2 separate regions of the Anas platyrhynchos genome follow, and region 2 is linked to region 1. Evidence: chromatin contacts called from public Hi-C data. All regions are on one chromosome and are shown on one strand. Each heading gives the region's core, a stretch centred on a gene start, on an enhancer-like site or on the middle of the called end of the contact. The rest is flanking DNA. Distances are from core to core; before and after follow the strand shown. Region 1 holds the start of AP3M2 (adaptor related protein complex 3 subunit mu 2). Region 2 holds the start of GOLGA7 (golgin A7).

Region 1 (2,697 bases), core at 81-2,580:
GAGCTGACTTCCATTTCAACAGAAGTAACTCAGATTGATTGTAATAATGCTTATAACTAGTTACTCCAATACTGATCATGGCTACAAAAAAGAACTGCAGAATGATGGCTGGGAATGCAACTGTCACAACGTTCTTTGGAATTTCCAATTAAATTACTTTTCCATGCAAGCCATGTCTAGCCAAATAGCTCAGCAGAGCATGAGAACCAGTCTCAGGCAACCTAAAGAAAATATAACAGGTCTCACCAACAAAAAGTCAAACACAAGAAACCCTGTGCTGCTTGGATTCAGATCCCGGGGATTAAACAAAAACAGTCAATCCAAGCACTGAGCTCAATGAAAGATGACCCTGTGCCTACAACGAGCCATGGCCTGACCGGCACTTGGAAGCGAAGCTCATGTGATGCTCATTTGACCGAGCACTCACATGTCCTGTACTCTGGTAGGACGCCGGTCACGAGCCATTTCAAATCCAGACTGCACAATCGCACTGCTGGCACGCAGAAGAGGCCCGTTCTGCCTTTTACATCCCCAGAGTGAGTGGCACTCGTGCCAACTACAGCACAGAGGAAACACAGCTGCTCTGAGGCAACCGCTGTCACCGCTTTCTTCAGGGAGCACGAGACCCTTCCGAGAAACACCATCGGATGTAAGCCGGCGGGCGGGCTGCCACCGACTGCCTCGAGCACCGGAGCTGCACGAGCTCTTTACCGAGCAGCCCGGCTCGGTCGCGTTCCGCAGCTCCTCGCAGCCGCGAGACCGCAAAGCAGCAGCGCAGCTCTCGGCTGCCGCGGGGCCGTGCCGGCTGCCTGCGGATCCGCCCCGGGCGGCCCCTGCCGACCCCGCGAGCTCTCCGGACCCGCGGGAGCCCCCGGCTGGCGCAGGACGGGCGTCGAGAGGCGGCGAAAGGCGCAAAGCAGCCGCGGCCCTCCCACCCCCCCCCCCCCCCCGGCCGCACCTGGAAGGTGTCGACGACGCGGTGCAGGAACTCGATGACGAAGAGCGGCGGCACCTCGCTCTGGATGACGGCCACGAAGAAGATCTTGTGGCGGTAGACGCTGAGCAGGCAGTGGTGCGGCGTGGCGATCACCGGCGGCACGTTCTCCGCCTCCGAGGCCCTCTCCTGCGCCTCGAAGAAGTAGTCGCAGACGGAGCGGCTGACGGCGCTCTTCCAGTGCTTCTCCAGGAAGATGTCCCCCGCGGCGTTGATCAGGAACAGGCTGTGGATCATGGCGGCGGCCGGCGCCGCGGCCGGGCCGAGCCTCCGCTCGCCTCGGCCCCGCTCCTCCGCCCCCCGCCGGCCCGGTCCCGGTCCCGGCCCCGCCCCCTGCCCCCCGAGGCCCCGCCCCCCGGCGCGCGGATTGGCAGCGCCGAGGAAGAGCCCCCCCCCCCCCCCCCCCCCCCGCGGCCTCTCGGGGCGGGCTTCGCAGCGAGCGCCCCGATTGGGCGGCCCGCTGACGGCCGAGCCCGATAGGCCGAGGAGAGGCGCGCGGCTGATGACGCACGCGGAGCGGCCTGCCTGGGCCGCAGTCAGCCTGGAAGGCGAGCCCCGCGCTGCGTCTCCCGCAGGCCGCGGGCAGAGCCGCCGGGAGGGGGCGCCCCGGCCCCACAGCGCCCGGGGCCCCCTCGCCCGCCCCCGCCCCCCCGCCGTGCGGGGCTCGCCCCGGCCTCGCTGTCCAGCGGAGCGCAGAGCCCGCGGCCTCCTGCGGCGGCAGGCCGAAGGGGGACGGAGCCTCTCCCTGACTCTCTCTGAACTTGGTTCTTCCCGCGGCAGACGCCTGTCTGTACAGCCTGCGGCCCGCTGCCGCAGCGAGGAGCAGCCGGTCGGATGTTTTCCACCGCGCTGTTCTGGGCTTGCTCACCACGGAGCAGTGGCACAGCTGCAAACACAACCCGGCCGCAGTCAGAACGACAGCTGCCATGCACAACGCAGCTACGTCCTAGGCTGAGTGACTCCGTTGCACATCTAAGACAGGTGACTTGTGTACACAGAGCAGATCTCTCGTCTTCTGCGTCAAGCAGATGCCTTTGCCAATAATTCCCTGATTTCACTACCTTATAGTCCAAAAGGGCCGCTCCCATCAACTACTGTGAGAACAAACGTAAATACAATGAAAAAGCCCTTTTGATACCATGAAATAATCTGTCTGAGCATACAACCTTTATTACAGGGAAAGGAAGGTGACAGACTACTGGTTAGGACTGCTGCAAAAGCACTGAAAGACTCGGATCCAAGTCTCCACTGCTAACTGTTCTACAATGTTGTGGGCGTATCTCTCCGACAGTTATACTAGCAGGTTTGGAAGATGAGTAAACAGGATGGATTGACCATGTCAGAAAAAAAAAAAAAAGGCAGCACCATTTAAAGTTTAAATTAGATCTTTTTTGTACTATTTTCCCCCCAAACGGGGCAGAGGTCAGACTGTTTACTCTGATGTTACCTTTTATTAAGTCAACATGCACTAGGTGAGCTTTTTTTACTATACCAGAAATAAGGGACAACTGACCTATACATTGGTTTATCATTTACACTCATTATATGTTTCAAGTGCATTTTGAAGATGTTTTTTAAATGTCTAATTCAAATTACTGAGATGAATTATGCATTTCAGAGCAACAAAGTGGTATAAATTTTTCATTTAATTACAGCATTCTGTTATAAATTTAAAATAAATATGTATGGTTTTAACATCACTC
Region 2 (2,697 bases), core at 123-2,622, 150 kb after region 1:
AAGCAACACAATGAACAGAAGAAACGCACCTTTTCATAATGTGTTTCCATGCACAAGAAGATAGTATAGGCAGTCAGACAGGCCAGACACCCTTCAAGATAAGATTGGCCCCCAAGTTTTTCAGCTTCTGCATAAAGGTTATTCAGCGTCCGGACAGTCTCTTCAAACTGCTGCCTATCAATCTGCAACAGAAAGTCAAGTTTAGCCATCACACCACACCCTCCGCATTCCAGAACTCACCAATACCTCCAGATATCTGCCTTCATTTATCGCTGTTTGTGCTTCCATGTGTTTTTAGACGCATCACCTACTAACATTTTAAACAGACACTGTGTTTAGAGCCAAAGTCTGGAGGATTCATAGTTACAGGCCAGTAATTCTCTGTTAAATAGCCACCAAACGATTAGAGCCAGTCTGAATTCCAACACAATCTGAATGTAAAGCCATTAAGAGTTAAAAAAAAAAAACAAAACCTACATCAAAGTGCAATTTAAATGAAGGTGGAAAAAAAAAATGGGTTATTTAACACACATACAAAGGTCTGGTAGATTAAGAAGAGCATTTAATAAGTGAATTGATTGAGCTAACTTTTGATGTCAATAATTCCTTGCTGGTCCTGAAATGTTGGGCAAACAAGCCCTCTATAGGACGACATAGAACACGCAAAAAACAATGAACAAAAACAAAGAAGAAAAAACACAAAGAGGGGGAGAAAAGCCATCAGCAAGGCGCAGCTGTTCTGTCACTCGTGCAGACACCCCCTCAGTGCACACGACGCCAAAGGAAGACCCCGGAGATGCTCCTCGTGTGCGGGCACAGCGCCCGCCGAGCCGCTCTGCGCGGTGCCACAAGGCAGGCGTTATTCCCGGGCACACACCGAGCCCGTTCTGCTCCGCTCGCACCGAACGCGGCTGCGCTGGGCGGCCCCGCGGATCGCGCAGCGCCGAGGGGCGGCAGCGGCCGCCTCCCACGCGTTTTCCCCGCCCGTTCCCGAGCCCACCGAGCGGCACCGACCGCACGCCCGGACCCCGACACCCGGCGGCCCCTCCCGAGGCCTCGGCACCGCCCGGCGGGGGACGGGGCCCGGGGCCCGGGGACGGGGCCCGGGGCCCGGGGACGCCGCCCCCTTCCCCCCCCCCCGGCCCTCACCCGGTTCTCCAGCTCGGCCGGGAACTTGCTCTGGAACTGGCAGCGCGTGCCGCCGCTGTAGTCGCGCTGGATGAACACCTTGCCCGACACCGGCGCCTGCTGCGGCCTCATCGCGCCGCCCGCAGCGAGCCCCCCCCCGCCGCTCCCCGCCCCGCTCCGCCCGGCGCCGCCTGCCGCAAAGGCCCGGCCGGGGGCGGGACGAGGGCGGAAGTGCCGCGCCGCGCACGCGCCGCCCCTTCGCCGGCCCCAGGGAGCGGCAGTGCGCAAGCGCTCGGCCGCCTCGCCGGGCCTCTGCGCGTGCGCGCGCACCGCCCGCGCCCCATTGGCTGCGTGGCGATCACTGCCCCCGCCCCGTCACCTCACCCGGGCTGTCGCCCCGCCCCCCAGGTTGTAGCCCCGCCCCGATACCGGAGACACGCCCCCTGGCCCCATAGCCCCGCCCCCCTGTGCCATAGCCCTGCCCACTGTGCTATAACCCCGCCTCCTAATGCAATAGCCCCGCCCCCCGCTGCCGTATCCCCGCGCAGGGTCCTGCCGCCCGCCGGTGGCTCTGAGCGGGGCTCTCCCAGCGCTGCGGCCGCCCCCGTGCCCGTTGCCGGGGGTGGGGGTCGTTGTTTGTCCCCTGCCAGCTGCACCGCAACGCAACAGGGCAGCCACGCGCGCAGGGACGGTTGATTTGGTTGATTTGGTTGATTTGGTTGATTTGGTTGATTTGCTGAGTTTTTCACAGCACAGAACGAGCAGGCTCCGTGCCGTGCCCCAGACCGGAGCAGCAACGCTGCAGCGATAAAAGCAGCGAGCAGCACCCGGGGACACAGCGGGAGGGTGGCCCCGGCGGGGGCTGGCGGGTGGAGCCTCACGGCCAGCTGGGGACGGGGCTGAGCTGTCCCCAGCGTCCCTGCTGCAGGCTCGTGGAGGGGCTGGGGGGAGCTGGGGGCACCCCGGCCTTTGCTGGGGCCCGGGCACTCCTCGTGCTAAACACGTTGTGCATGGGGGAACGACGCCTCTGTCTTGCTTAGGGAAGAGATTAAAGGGAGGGGGGGGAGGAAAGGAAAGAAATCCAGCAAAGCGGTGAGCTGCCCCGGGAACCGGGCTATCAGCTGCTGCTGAGCTCACCTCACCCTCCAGCCCCCCCTCTCCCATAGGAACAGCCTGAACTAATTAACCCTCTAGCACTCCATAATGAAGGCTAATAAACACCTAATGGGGTTGCTTGAACAAACAATCTCCTCGAAGGCTCTAGGAAACTCCAAGTCACTTGGGGGAGCCTGGGGAAGAGCAGGGAGTGCAGTGCTGGGTCCCCCCGGACCCATGCATCGCGGCGTGCTGGCGGGCTTCTGTGGATGGGTTTGTTCGGGATTGTGAGCCCAAATTCTGAAAGAAGCGCGCTCAGAAATAATCTGCTGTAAATACTGTACCAGATGGACTGCATCTTCCTAACCTTTAGCTTGTTCCAATATGCAAACAGTTAAGATCATGATGTTAACATTTTCTCAGATGTTTTATGCGTGTATAAAATATTCTAAAAGAATGTGCTTTTGAATGCAG

What was found. Hi-C and Micro-C count contacts between places; a contact is called where the count stands out from the background.
Region 2: a contact with region 1 is called in a Hi-C map of skeletal muscle, with 2.8 times the contacts expected there. The contact joins the promoter of GOLGA7 here to the promoter of AP3M2 in region 1. A contact is called at or near these places in 2 of 8 Hi-C or Micro-C datasets (liver and skeletal muscle).

What each region holds. Positions count from the first base shown.
Region 1 is chr23:164,673-167,369 of IASCAAS_PekinDuck_T2T, forward strand. It overlaps AP3M2 (adaptor related protein complex 3 subunit mu 2), which reads right to left and starts at 1,331. Exons shown (of 9, transcript XM_027443582.3): 1 at 959-1,331. The coding sequence starts at 1,231.
Region 2 is chr23:310,295-312,991 of IASCAAS_PekinDuck_T2T, forward strand. It overlaps GOLGA7 (golgin A7), which reads right to left and starts at 1,373. Exons shown (of 5, transcript XM_027443514.3): 1 at 1,150-1,373; 2 at 30-182. The coding sequence starts at 1,260.